Regions from separate parts of the Mus musculus genome. Here region 1 is linked to region 2. Evidence: chromatin contacts called from public Hi-C data. All regions are on one chromosome and are shown on one strand. The core of a region is the stretch at or near the end of the contact, and the rest is flanking DNA. Distances in the headings are between cores, read along the strand shown.

Region 1 (7,173 bases), core at 2,398-4,897, 130 kb after region 2:
CCTTAAGTTCTGTTTTCTTACTTACTGGGGAGCTTTTCATTCTCAGAGGGAAGGTCTAAACTTTATATGTACACTTAAGAGGAAGCAGCATCAGAGAAAGGCCAGCTCTCCCTGATCCTAAGGTTCTGAACACACTACCTTTCCTGGGGATAGGCACTGAAAACCTAAGGTTTCTGAAAAACCCCGGCTCTCACCGGGGACCATTAAATCGTGTATGTGTGTTCACATCAAATATAGTGATAAATATCTGATCTCTGGTAGGTAATAAAACAATCTCCTATGCAGACAGTAGAAACACAACAGAAAGACCCGTGTCTGCCTGCCTACCACACAACATGGGCTTCATGACCAGTCTGGAGGTGACAGGCTGAAAGCCTGCTTCTAGGCACACTGCATTTTACTGTGTGGCTAATTTCAGATGTGTTTTAGGGGGAAGTAATTAAGAAATTTCAGCCATCGATCTAGAAAAATAAAGGTTAACAACAGTGAACAACAGAAAATAATTTTAAAAAAAAATCACTTCCAGAAGAAAAAGTTTGTTGATATAAGCAGAATTTCTATCCTCAGAGTTGGGCGTCTGGGGCTGTGCAGTGCTCATCTTCCACAGAAAAATCCCGTCTCAGGAAGCCATTACTAACAGAAGGAAGTCTCCTCGCCCCGTGTGGCCGCAGCCTCAGGTGGCACCTGGCTCGGCTGATCTGCATCCCTCCAAACTATGCCTCCCTTCCTTAGGACTGCAGGCTTCTCCATGGTTGTTCCCCTTTCTCCAGCCCTGCGCTCTGCCCTTCTTCCCCCACCAACTCAATAGAGGGTACTCTTCTCTCTCTGAGACTGGCCTCGGACCTTCAGACTCCCAGCTACCTGTCTCCAGCAGGTCCCTCCTTCTCTCCTGTGGAACACCTCATGGGAGCTCCTGCTGGTGTTTCTAAGCACACACACCACAGATCGTTAGGAACGCCCATACTCAAAATTCTGCTGAGCAAGGCGACTTGTAAAGGCAAGCAGACTTCTGGGTTCAGAAACGGGGGCGAGACGCCATTTGATGAAGCCCTTTCCCTCACAGGTCTAACTGAAGCGGACTCGGGGCTACACGCTGAAAGCACACTCCCTTGGTACTTTGCGGGAGTTTCCTGGGAGCTCGCATCTGTCTTTCCTCCTCCTCCTTCCCCAGCCCCTGCTTCTCCCACAAGGTCCTTGAGCTACCCGCTCCGTATCTACCCCATCCCTTCTGCTCCTATCCCACCCTGAGCCCCCTAGCTTTAATCTCTATTACTCTCCTGTCCCATCGACCTCACCACGTATAAACTGAACTAATGCCATTCGAGACAAGGTTACACATGCAGCCGCTTCAGTCCCTGCCCCACCAGCTAGGATGCAAATGTTTCTTGCACAAGCAGCAGAGGGGAGACTTCTGAGGACACACTCACAGATTTCTCCGGGAGCTCATGGAGAGAAGAGTGGAGGGATGGATACTGGAATAAAACTTTAAATATACGTGAGTTTTTTGAAAGAAGGAATGCCTATCTTTCCTCCAAATAAAATGCATGTAGAGTAGTGGGATGTTACAATGTTCACATGTTACAATACAGAGTTTGATTGACAGCGCTGCAAGGCTCTGATCTACCGAGATGTCTCCAGCCCCTTTTCTCCTCTAGAGTCCCATAATTATCAATTATTTGATTATTTATCTTAATCCTCTCTTCTGATCAGGTCTGGTGGCTTACATTACACCTGTAGTCCCAACTCTTGGGAGATGGAGTCAGGAGGATGGCAAATTCAAGGCCAAACTGAGTTACAACATTGCGAAAAGTGCTGGGGTCAAGTCCTAGCAACTCATGAAGTGGACATGGGCGGTAGAGGCAAAAGGATCAGAAATTCTGTGTCACCCTGAGCTACAAATCAAGTTCAAGGCTATCCCGGGCTACATTAGAGCTTATCTTTAAATTGTGTGTGTGTGTGTGTGTGTGTGTGTGTGTGTGTGTGTTTGTGTGTGTGTGTGTGTGTTAGGATTACAAGTTCTGTGAGGGAATAGCTCACTACTTTCTGTCATAGTGGTCAACGGGACATGTCCACTTATATTACATATACCCGTAATACCCCACTACTGTCCACACAAGCCAAGGATGGGAACTACTGATTTGACCAAACAACCAGACACCAGAGTCAATAAGCCGACAAGCAACTGACTTTCCTTTTCTCCATGGCATGAGGGACAGCGTCAGTATCTGCCAAATGAAGACATTCTAAGCAGTCTGTCCCCATAGAGTGTTCACAGTGAGTAGCTGGCTGGTGCTTCTTGTACTCAAGGGAGCTTGTCATCCTGGGTTGCTGGGATCCCAGGTTTCTACTCAAGCCAACACCTTCCAGCTCTTTCTCAGGATGGTGGAAAACAGCACTGGGGGCCGGAAGCACAGACTCGGAGCACACAGTTGGGCACTTGGCACCTCAGTGCCCTTCGCGTGACCCTTCACCCAGCTGCCCTATGACACACGTGCAAGCTGCGGAGGCCATGGTTCCCTGAGCTCCAGGCTGGCGGTACTTGATGCCAGCCTTGAAATCGCTAACCTCTCCCACTCGTGATCCAAGACTTCAAGTGCACAGCGGGGAGAGTGTGTGGGGGTGTCCCCAGCAAGTCCTCAATTCCAACCCAGCTGGGGCTGGGAGTTGAGCCTGAAAGCCCATCCACGGGGAGGAGGGTCGGGCTGATTGTTCAACCCCCTCCTACACCCTGCTCATGACTAATGCACCATGCTGAGAAAGCATTTCCTCCCAGCTAGGAAGAACTGACAAGTCCCCATTTAAACCAAACCAGTCCTGAGAAGGCTGGGGAGGAGGGGGGTGCCCTCCATGGCCTAAGCATAGCCCTTTCTGAAAATGCCCACCTTCGGAGAACACAGGCTAAGCACTCGGGCTTAAGACTGCCTCCTAACACTGCTTTTCCATGTGCCACATGAAGGAACACACACCACAGGTGGGTAAGCCATGTTCCTTTTCTTGAGAGCTGAGAGAACTTGTTAACTGGGTACAAACCAGCCAACCTCTCTGTGGCTTCAGATTCTTTGAAATACAATGGAGTGCCTCTAACCATTAGGCTCCACAGCCCAGTGGGTGTGGTGTAGCGAGTATCTCAGGAAATCAGTTATGGTTTATGCTTTGGAGGCTCTAGTCTGTGGTCTGCTGGTGAGGGGGCTCCTGCTGGATGCAAAGTCACTCCACAGACAGAGAGTGGAAAGAGAGATGAAACAGGGAAAAGACGAGGTCCCCAAATCCTCACAAGACACAGCCCATAATCTTTCCACCGGTGCCCGTAACCTTAAAAGGTTCCCAAAAGTGACAGGCTGGAGATTAAGCCTTAGAATAGGGGCTTTTGAGAGAGACTCCAACTGGCATGTAAGGGGGAGGGGGCGCATGCTGTACATAATCAATGTAGGGATTTGTTTTTCCAGTAGTGATTTTCCACTCAAAATAGCATCCATGAGGAGAAGGAGGGGATTAATCAAGTGTATTCACTAAACAGAGCCTGGTGATCAAAATAACAGCAGCCTCCTGCTTCTGCGATGCCGCGTTCCCGCAAGCGCAGGGAGGCTGGGCTGGGGGAGGCCTGAGCCAATGCTGGCGCCTGGGTGCCAGCTCCGGAGCCTCCTGTTTGGATCTGTTTCTCTCCCTGTCCTCACACTTGCAGGAACAATGTACCATCTGTGCCGTGCCACCCAGCTCAGTTCCGTTTCCCATGAAGGTAAATAAGACCCTGATGTCATTCTCCGTCTTAAAAAGTCCCTTCGACGACTGTTCTCAGGCCGCGGTCTTCACTCAACTCAACCCAATCCCACTCCGATCCCAACTCGATCTGCCTGCTCCGTCCACGGAGGGAGGAGCGATCTGCCTGCTCCGTCCACGGAGGGAGGAGCGGGGCGGTTCAGTAGGTAAAGGGGCTTGCCACAAAGCCAGGCGAGCTCCATCTTCGGGATCTCTAGAGTGAAAGGAGAGAACTCTACCACCGATGGGGGAGAAAAATGCAAAACCTTAAATCCCTGCCTGCATACACACCACGCATGTGTTACACACCACGCATGTGTTACACAACATGCCAATATTGCCTCGAGGTGCATTTTAACACAAAACAAAGCATTATCTATGTGTCAATGGCAGCCTTGATGTTCAAAACCAGCTTCGGTTCCAACTGAAGCTGGAACAGACCCTCGCTTACGTCTCCTACACTCCACGGGGCTGAGGAGGTGGCTCTGTGGTACAGCGTTCACTGCACAAGCCCGAGGACCTGAGTGTGGACCTCCCAGTACCCACAGGGAAGCTAGAAATGGCAGCATGGCCGTGTAATCCTAGCAGTGAGGAGACACAAACAAGAGGATCCCTGGGGCTGGCCAGCCAGGCTAGATGAGTTGTAAGTTCCAAGTTCAACGATACATACTGTCTCTAAGGAAGAGGTTAAAAGCAATAATCAGGGAAGACATGTGATACTGACTTCTGGCCTACACCGCGCACACACACACACACACACACACACACACACACACACACACACACTGGTACCCTGATAGCCCTGCTCCAGCTCATACTAATGACACAGAGTAACAACACTTGGTGGGTTGTGCAGTCTCATCCAGCGCAATGCCATGTGCTAAAAGTACCGTGCCGGGATCAGTGAGCCAAGAAAAGGAACAGAGCGCCATCTCTGTTCACTGTGTGTAAAGACAGGGCAGACGCCTGAAGGCACTGTGTGCTACAGAAAGTGGAATGGCGGATGTAAAGGTGGCGAGGGGAAGTGGGGACCAGAAGGAAGGTTGTGCAGCGATGTTTAGAGGTCAGCCTAAGAAAGTGAGACAGCCCTGGAGTTGGATGGCCAGGCTTATGTAAACAGGAATGCACTTAACAGCATGGAGCCATATGTGTATGTAAATGGTTACTACAGACAGCTGTATGCTGTGAATATCACAGGAGAGTAAAAATAGCTAGAGAACATGAATAAAATATGCAAGGTGCTTCATAATTTAAGAAGTGTGTGTATATGTGTGTGAACAATTATATGCACATATACACGCATAAACATAAACAAACAAACACACACACACACACACATGATCAGTTAATCACCATAGCAACCTGGGACCAGGTAAGCGCTTCACACCTACCCCACTTACAGGCATGAAGGTATACCTGCTGTCTGGGGACACAGGAGTGGCTCACTTGTCTTTGGATCCAGGCCCACGTCCTTCAGCTTCTGATATGGTCATTTATCTGCACAGAAGGGCTTACCAGGGCTTCCAGAGAGACACTGCCTATGGTCAAAGTTAAGCTCTTCAAACCCAGCAGGCGACAAGAGGAGACTCAGACCCCTTCCACGCCCCCCAACCCCCACTGACTTTCTTCATCTTAAAGACTTTTTTAGAACATACTGACATGCAGCCGAAAGTGAGTGTTTCATTGCTTCCCACTGTGGGAAACAACCTTTAACAAAATGGGCCTGCTCATAGTACGCCTCCCTGCCTTAATCAAGCTCTCAAGCTGGCTGCCTCGCTGGCTGTTCCAAGCACTGATGTCACTGCCAGAGACACCCTCACCTGGGAATCTTCCTGCTCCAAGGTTCTATCTCTTCTCATCCGAATCTTCTCCATCAGCCATAAAAGCACCACGCAGGCCGTGAGGAAGATGGCAGTGACATCTGAGGAGTTTGTCCTTGGCTCCAGCTCCACTTACTCACGGGATAAACCGAATGGCAGACTCCCAGGAGGGAGGCAAGGAGAAGAAGGGATGGGGTGGGTGCCTTGAAAAGGAGTGCTATGGAGACCTCTATCATCCCAAGTCCTTTGTCACCACCCAGGTAAAAAGGGGGCAGAGAGAGAGAGAAAGAGAGAGAGAGAGAGAGAGAGAGAGAGAGAGAGAGAGATACCTCACCGTGTCTCACACATGTATTGAGGAATAAGGCAGAGTCAACAGCACGGGACACACAGGTTCCAGCAGCAACGATTCCTCCTGCTCGCACTAACACACAGCCGCAAGAGTTCCCTCCCATTAGGTATGTTTGTAAATCTTTCCTTGCGTGGATGCAGATTAAACCCAGGGCCTTATATGCACTATCGGAAGAGACGGAGCACTAAATGACATCACCGGTCCCTCAGTAATTAAGGGGGGAGGGGATCATCAATGGCTGTGAACCAAAATTTCTAATTACGGGTCTATTATTTTGCTTTGTCTTTAACATAATGCATCCAAGATTCTTGAAGACACACCAGTGAACTGTTCGAAAATACTTTGGGATGTGATATGCATATTTAAATCTTTAAAAGACTTTAATATCTCTTTCTGGGACTCAGTTAAAAAAAATGCACCTTCTCCAAGACCTCTTGGGATGAGGGAAATCACAGCCCTGTTTCTAGGTAGTAAGTCTGGCCTGGCATCCACTCCACCACCCTGTTCTGGCATGAGAGGTCTGGGACACCGGCATGAGACTTAGCTGCTGCCACCGGCCCAGGCTTCCATGAGACAAATGGAAGGCCTGGCAGCTGTTATTTCTTGTTGGGGCGCAGCGCAGCGCTGTTTGTTACGTATGTCCCATTTATAATGAGAGTCGGTCAGCTTCTTTTTGTTTGAACTTGACACAATGGGAAAAGCCCTTAGGGGTTAATTATTAATCTCCAAATGAAATCTGAAACAGATAATGAACGGGTCTTGGGCAATGGGAAAGACACCCAGCAACATGTGTCAAAACCAGGACCTGTTCCCAGGCTCTCAAGCTCAAGTGCATCACCACAGCCGTGAGCTGCAAGGCGGAGAGGAGGGGCTTGGCCCACGGCCCAGGGATTCTACGCCTGCTACTTCATACCCAAGCAACGGGAGAGAGTTTCTTCATCCTGCCAAGCCTCGGTCCCCTCTATGATAAAATGGGGACAGAGTGAGTAAGAGAAGAGCCAGGGAAGAGCACACTGGGCAGGCAGGACCTGAGCCTTGGCGGTCAGTGGCACTGGAGAGGAAGCTGGGTTTTCCTGGCATTATCGGGCAGCAGAGGCTCGGGTGTTTGAGCCATGCTTCAAGCATGAAAAGTGCTCTCTGCAATCCACACCTGAATTCATCCTCCCCTTGCTCCTTGTGGCCGTCGCTGAACGCACAGGGCCCCCTGACAAGGATGGCAAAGACAGACACCTGACAATTACAGGACGA
Region 2 (7,218 bases), core at 1,144-3,643:
TCTCCAGATCTTTAGACCAGTATTTAAAAAAAAAAATCATTATGGAGAATTTCATTCATATGTATAAGAAAATATGATCATATATACCAACTGTCCACACAACCCACTCAACACATCCTGCCCCAACTTCATGTGTTTTCTTTTAAAATAACATACTTAAGCACGGTAGTACGGGCCACCTTAGGCCAGGATGTTTATTATTATTTATATTTTGGTTAAAAGTCCGAGCTTTGCCAGAGCATCTTCCCTGGAAGATCACAATAGCTACTTCGATTTTCCTACATTGTGAGGCAGGGCCTCACTCTGCAGCTGGGTCTCACTAGCAATACATTCCTGGCCAGCCTCAAACGTGTACTCAGCTTCTGACTGCTTCCTGAGTGCTGAGGTTACAGACAGGTGCCTCCATATCTGTTCCCACACCACACACACACACACACACACACACACACACACACACACACCCACCCCACAGCCACCAAAATGGCTCACCAGGTAACAAGCATTGCTGCTACACCTAACTAACTGCAGTATCTGGGGTTACGTGGTATGACAAGAAAGAATCATTTCTGTTAAGTTATCCCTCTAACCTCCACAGGCACAGTATGGCATGCATGCGTGCGTGCGTGCGAGCGTGCGTGCGTACGTGTGTGCGTGAGAGAGAGAGAGAGAGAGTGCAAGCACACGTGTACACACATAGACACACACACACACAATCACAGGACTTTTCTCTCCTGGACTTGCTCTCTCCCACACTTAGCTCTTCAGCCCTTTATCAAAAAAGGCACAGGGAAGTCGAAGCCCTTTTCAGTACTTTTATTGTTGGACAGGCATTTACAACGTTCCATTCATAGACCTAAAAACATAAAAATAGACCTTCTTTCAGCTTATAAAAGAAATATATAAGAACTTTTGACATAGACACATCATGACCGTATATACAAGAGACAATGGCACCCTCTCTAAGCACCAGACTTTCCAGTATTTTTTTTTCCGATGGACGTGTTGCAGGGAGACCAGAAAATGTGACTATCCGACACCTCTGCTTCAGTTTCCCATCCGGACGCAATCGACCCCGAGATGTTACGAACAGTGCAGTGGTACAAAGGGCATAGAAACCACTCTAAAGCTTCTTAAGAAAACCAGAAGGTAATAGCAAAAACTGTAATAGAATAAAACTTTCAAAAGATCAAGCTCAAAGCCCTGGAAACCCGAAAGGGGGGGGGGGGAGAGAGGTCAGGAAAGCAGGAAAGCAAGCCGGGGTGGGGGAGGCTTTAGAGCATGGTGTTCTGAACTCTCTATCTGGAAATATAAAGTCATAACTGATTCTTATAAAATATAATTGCTAAAGCTACTATAAAATTCAGGTCTTTAAAGTACCTACCGATGTATCAAACACCAAATAGATATATAGATATATAGATATATAGATATTTTTTTATTTCCAAAAACAAAGTTTTCATATTATTTAAACCCTTCTTAAGGAATGGACATTGTGAAATGGGGAGGAGGAGGGCGGAACAAAAAGCTATAAACCTTTTTTTTTTTAAAAATGAAAGTGCTAGAATGGGTTTTGTTCTTCCTGTCTGGACATCCATTTAGAAGGTTAGGCCCCGTAGCGAGTTTACCCTGTCTCATTGGCATGGAGGAAATATTAACCACAAAGGACGTCTCTGAAGAGGTTCTAAGATTCTGCCGTGGACTCTCAGGGAAGGGGAGGTCATCTGTGGATGAAGATGCAAGTTTGATGGGAAAACCAATGATTGCCATGGCAACCCCATGAGGAGGCTCCCCTCCCCCACCATGAACAACAGACACACGCACACACTGCCCCATTTCCTGTCCCTGTAATCCAACCAAACTCCCATCTCAAATATAGATTCATACATTTAAAAAAAAAATCTGTTTCTCAGAAAAGTTTATTCTTAGCATGAGCTTCTTGTTGGCCGTTTGTGTATAAATATAAAGTCATCGTGCCCCGCTTGCTCTGCAAAAGGTTATATCCTCATTTTCAGACTGAGTTACACCTAACACTGTAAAATTCTCATCTATTTGTGCCCCTGCATCTCAAGGAAAATACAAAAAATAGTGTTTCTTTTTTTTCTTCTCTCTCCCTCTAAGTGATAAATTTGGATCTCTTTTCCAAGAGTTTGGCATCTTTATAATTCTCTGCAAAACTAGAGCTTCCAGACACTGACACAGAGTAAGACCAGCTATAGACATGAACAGAAGAAAAAAAAAATAAGAATAAAGGCTCATCGTACAGAGACGACCACCCTTTCCTCACACATTCTTAAGATACACAGATATTCTCGGACGCTGAAGAGGGGAGGAGTCAGAACACTGCACGCTGTACAGGTGTTTCCATCTGTTCCGTTTCTCTATGTGTGTTTGAAGGTGGTTGTTCCTCAGCTGCGAGACTGGATTTAGAGAGGTGGAGCTGGGACAATCTGTGCACACCGTCCTGTCCCTGTTTTGACTGCTGGGGTGGGGACGGTTTGATTTCTAGCGCTATCGGTTCTTCGTTCTAAATCTTCAGGCCCCGATGAATTGAGAATAAATAAAAGAAAGCCCTTGGCACAGAGGAAAGGACTCAAGCTTGTTTGTCTGGGATTCTGAACGATTCTCTCTGGTGTCATTAAGAATGATGAAGGTGGGTGGCTACATGGCTTCAGACCCAAGTCAGCTGCCAAAATCTGTGTCAAGAGTGCGACCTAAGGGGACATTCTCGTGGACGGCACAGGAGGGTGGGCGGAGTGAGGGTGGGGCCGGCATCATATCTACACACATATTCTCTACAGGGACAAGGAAGTCATATCTCCGTGTTCAGTTTCCTGGAGGGGGCAAAGTCTTCGCGCCTGACCCAAATGACTTCCTCGCTCGCACTCTCCAGGCCCCCGTTGATGCCCGAGAGGGCCGCTTGCTTCTTGAGCTGTGTCATGCGGGAGGCGTGGCTATCGAGGGTTCTCCGGCCTCGGGCCCGCTGACTGATGGAGGCAGCCTGAAGCTGCTCCTGAAGGTCTCTGTCCACTGAGGCGCCCTTCAGGGACTCACAGAATTCGTCATCGTCACTGAGGATGTCTGTCTCCTTGATGTCATCCTGCTCCTCGTACTGAGCAAGATCGAACTGTTCCTCTACCCATCGGTCAGTGTCCCCACCACCGGCGGGCTGCTGGGGCTCTTTCTCCGGGCTGCTGGCTGAGATGGCGTCTGAATCGATGGTAAACCTGTTTCGGGCCAGTCGCCGCCTCCTCCTCCCAAGAGACTTGCTTGGGGCAGACACTGCACACACACACAAAAATATAAAAATAAACCCCCACATGCTTTACTGTGAGATGAAAACCCAGCAAGCAAAGAAAAGAAGCATAAAAGGTGAATGGGGCTTCAGGAGTTTGGGGTCTACCCCTTACTGTCCCAGTGGTGTCTACTTTGCTCAGACATCTGAAGGGATCTTCAGATCTAAGGACGGGCCCAGAGACTAAGTGAGGAGTGAGGGTCTAAACACTAGAGGCTCTGGGTTATGGAGAAAGAAATAATCTACTTTAACCCGTGTACCCACATGACAGGAAACACAGATGTCTACTGTTCTCAGCATTGGGCCAGAGACTGTCCTCAACACGACTGTGCCCACGGCACAGAGCTAGAGAGCTTACCCCAGGGTTATCCGAGGGTCACGTAGCCAGGAGAGAGGTGTTTGATAAGCCTGAGAGAAGCCTTCAGGGGTTTTGCTGTGAAGCATTGCTGTGCTCTCTGGAGCACTGTGCTGTGGACAGTGCTTTCCAGGGACGTAAGCACCCACAGTTAGATTGAGGGCATCACATTCTTGGAGACTGGATGTCAGTTGTCAGAGACACTGCCCTTCCAGTCCACTCTTTGTACCCTTTCTGATAAGGTCCAACATGACCTCTGAGGCTAAGCAGAGCCATAGTCCTAACTAACTCCAAGCTGTGAATCGCCAACTCTTCTACAGTGCAATTAAAACTACAGTGTGCCTGAGTGGCGTAAGAGAAATAACAGATGCCACTCTAGCACTGAGGAACAGTGCGCCACAGAAAGTTACTCCAAGGTAAAATATTGGGGTTTATTCATTTACCCCACTGCCCTCCAGGAAGCCAGGATTACTAAAGGCAAGCAAACAAATAGAGATTCCAATCAATCAAGCAATGAATGCTCCCACCACTCGCCGCACGCACGCACGCAAGAACGCACGCACGCAATGGCTCTGGTGGAAACAATGCCACTTCTCCCCGGAGGCCGAAGTAACTGTTGCATCGGACACTCTGAGGTGAAATGCAACACAGGCTTTTTCCATGGAGGGAGCAACGCACACACCAGTCAGGAGCAGCTGTCCTGGAACCCAAGTCTCAAAAGCAGCGAGGCTGCTTCAGCATTGCCAGGAGACACCTACTGTCCAGGTTCTGAGAGTCCCATTATCTCCACACACAGACCAGATGGGCACCGCACAATAGAAAGAAACTCCAGGCAACATGGGAGGAAATGGAAAGCTACTTCTCCTAAAAGTGTCGTCTTCGCTTCGAGCCTAACCCCACTGCAGTCCAACCTTGTTCTACTCAATCGCTACATCTGAATGGCATCAGTTCACTACTGCTCTACTGGAAACGTGAGCATGGTCTTCATGGTGGGATTTAGGGGCCAAGTGCAGTCATGGCTGCCCCTCTGAAACGTGCCAAGGTAAGATGGTGCACGCAGATGGCAGATGGGTGGGCAGCAGTGAAAATAAAGCAAAATACTAATTATGGAATATAGATGTAGGGATGGATTCTTTTAGCTGCTCCATAAGCCTCAGATTTTCCATAAAAAGATTATAGACTATGAGAAATTTTAAGTCGGTTATTGGCTGAAGTAGTCCCACTTTAGAGTAAGTATGGAGGCGGGGTATCTGTCTATACGCTCTCCAGACTGCACACGGGTCTTGTGAAATGCAGAGTGTGTTACAGTTGTCTGCCTTTTATGAAAAGGACATTTAATAAGCCAGATGGCATTAGTGGGTCTCTCTCCGTCTCAGAGAGGCAGTCTTTGCCTGAACCACTGGAGCGCCATTTTGGAAATTGTGGAACACAGACTCTCCAATGGTAGTGAGTTACGTCAAAGGCAGGGTGGATAGAAATGTTTTTCAGCCAAAAAATGAGCCCTCTGGCAGGAAAACAAACAAACAAACAAATATGCTTTCAGTTATACAAATCCAACAGGCTGTCATGTTGAGGCTTTCTCTTGGCATTCGTAATGCTTTAGAGCAGGTAATGAGTTTGTTTGTTTGTTTTTTATTTCTAAGATCATCTCAGGAGAAAAACTTTGGTACATCCTATGGACAAAATGTGAGTGCATATGTGTTTTGGATTTGTTTTGTTTTTTGTAAATGCACTTTTGAATTTAGGTTCCTAAGTTAACAGCAAGAGCCAGTGGTAGTTAGGGTCCCTGAGATTGGTGCATATTTCCCGATTAAACACCCCTCAGCAAACAAGAGGAGCACAAAAAACACTTCAACAAATTTCTCTCTTGCCATGAAACAACAGCCTGTTTTTACAGAGTACTTCCTGAGAGGCTGTGGGCATGGATGTATGCATGGCTCTCAGGCTGTTTGGAGAGCCTTGCAGTTTGGGGGTCTGGGATTCTGGGTTCTAGGTTTTCAATCAACTGAATGGAGAACAGACTTCAGGTAGGCTCCACCGACATCCATTAGTCAATCTCAAGGTACCTAGGATTGTAACAGGCCGAGTCAGGGTTGGTAGGTTACGCCTATGACGTCACAGCTCTTCCTGCATCTCTGCAACACGACTGAGGACTGGTGGGGAGGTGACTGTGTCAAAAGTAGAAATCGGTTTGTTTGTTTGTTTGTTTGTTTGCCTGTGTGTAGAGGAAATTTATTCTACTGGACTCCTCCCTGAAAAATTCTGGGCTGCATCTTAGGAAAGGAGGGTTAGGATGTGGATGGCTCTCTCTGCAAGTCCAGCACTGGGAAAATAACACTCTTCCGGGCTTGCTCTATTGCCATCTGCACGTGGTGGCAATGGTGTCCCTTCTTCTTTGCTCCAGAGACATGGGATAAGTGCTCCAGAGAATTTACTGGGGACCAGTTAAACTCCTCTTTCTTCTTTCCCAATAGCAGCTGAAACCTTCCCTAAACTAACCCTGAGGCTGAAACTAAAGTTACAGGCACGAAGTGAGGGTCAACTTCTTCTGCATCAACTGGCCTGCCATGCCAGAGCACGTCCGCATCCTCGCTGAGAACGGGCTGTGTCTTCCGCTAGACTGTGGAGTCACGGGTGTTCTCAGTAGAGGGGCTATGACCTTGCTGACCTCAACTCACCGCTTTCTACTGAACAAAGCTGGCTGCCATGCCAAGCAGCGACTCTCATTCCCCAAGCAGGCTAAGAGAACCCCTTCCAAAAGAGGATGCATTGGGTTGGCCAATGAGAGAGGAGCGTGCCAGCCAAAGGGGAGCCAGCGAGGGAAGGCTGAGGGAAGGCTGAGGGAAGGGAGGAACCGCAAGCGAAGGGAAGATTCCCAGAAGAAGCCATCAGGAAGGAGACAAGGCATGAGCCTCACACCACAGAAGACGACCCTACTTACATCAGCCCCCCACCCCCAGACCATGCCTAACTCCTGCCCCCTGGAGACCTACAGTGGAGCTGGGGTGACAGGGATCTTGTAGGTCTGAATCCCCACAGTACCTGCCCTGCTCATGGCCGGCCTGGCGCCTTTAAGCGCACACAATCTCTTGCCTCCAAAGGGGACATACTGCTGGGCTGACGGAAGGCTTTCCGTTTTGAGGAGCTGTCTTCTGTGTTTATCTCGCAGGATCGAATGCACAGACTTCAGAAAGTCCTTTCTGCTCTCTGGGGAACTATGAAAAGAAGATTTACACGCGTTAGGGAGCCAGGACTCAACGGAGGGAACTTAGAAATGCCGTCGGGTGCAGCTAAATAAACATCTGCAAGGGCGAAGGGGAAAGAGGCTACGGACCCCCGTTCCCATGCTCAGCTGCCTCCTCGTGGCAGAGGTAAAACACGCAATCCCCTCACGGTTTGCAAAGCCTCCTCTAGAGCCATATTAGGACAGAGTCCCACCAATAATGAATAGATAAACGATGAAGTTGTTGGGTACCAAGAGGTTGCCGGAATTCTGCTCTTGACACTAAGTCTCGGTCTTACGTACTTGCTGTAGAATGATATTAAGGAGAAAATGGGCCGCAAGACTGTC

What was found. Hi-C and Micro-C count contacts between places; a contact is called where the count stands out from the background.
Region 1: a Hi-C map of cortical neurons shows a contact between it and region 2, with 2.1 times the contacts expected there. The contact joins two enhancer-like sites. A contact is called at or near these places in 4 of 39 promoter capture datasets (embryonic stem cells, pre-B cells, stem cell-derived epiblast-like cells and 1 more), 1 of 15 datasets of contacts at CTCF or cohesin (embryonic stem cells), 12 of 484 Hi-C or Micro-C datasets (B cells, the G1E-ER4 cell line, the P5424 cell line and 5 more), 4 of 115 datasets of contacts at active chromatin or transcription factors (bone marrow-derived macrophages, embryonic stem cells and regulatory T cells) and 2 of 9 other capture datasets (adipose tissue and liver).

The regions. Positions count from the first base shown.
Region 1 is chr16:89,917,949-89,925,121 of GRCm38.p6, forward strand. All of the region lies in intron 2 of Tiam1 (T cell lymphoma invasion and metastasis 1), which reads right to left. Among named protein-coding and RNA genes, the nearest start is that of Tiam1, 39 kb to the right of the region's middle. Within about 2 kb of position 3,648, at least 36 of the 459 cell types and tissues checked have an H3K27ac peak or open chromatin away from gene starts, as enhancers often do. A contact at or near this core is called in cortical neurons, where this site is marked.
Region 2 is chr16:89,786,313-89,793,530 of GRCm38.p6, forward strand. It overlaps Tiam1 (T cell lymphoma invasion and metastasis 1), which reads right to left. Exons shown (of 28, transcript NM_009384.3): 27 at 6,690-6,862; 28 at 799-3,279. The coding sequence ends at 2,810. Among named protein-coding and RNA genes, the nearest start is that of Gm52239, 4.5 kb to the right of the region's middle. Within about 2 kb of position 2,394, at least 8 of the 459 cell types and tissues checked have an H3K27ac peak or open chromatin away from gene starts, as enhancers often do. A contact at or near this core is called in cortical neurons, where this site is marked.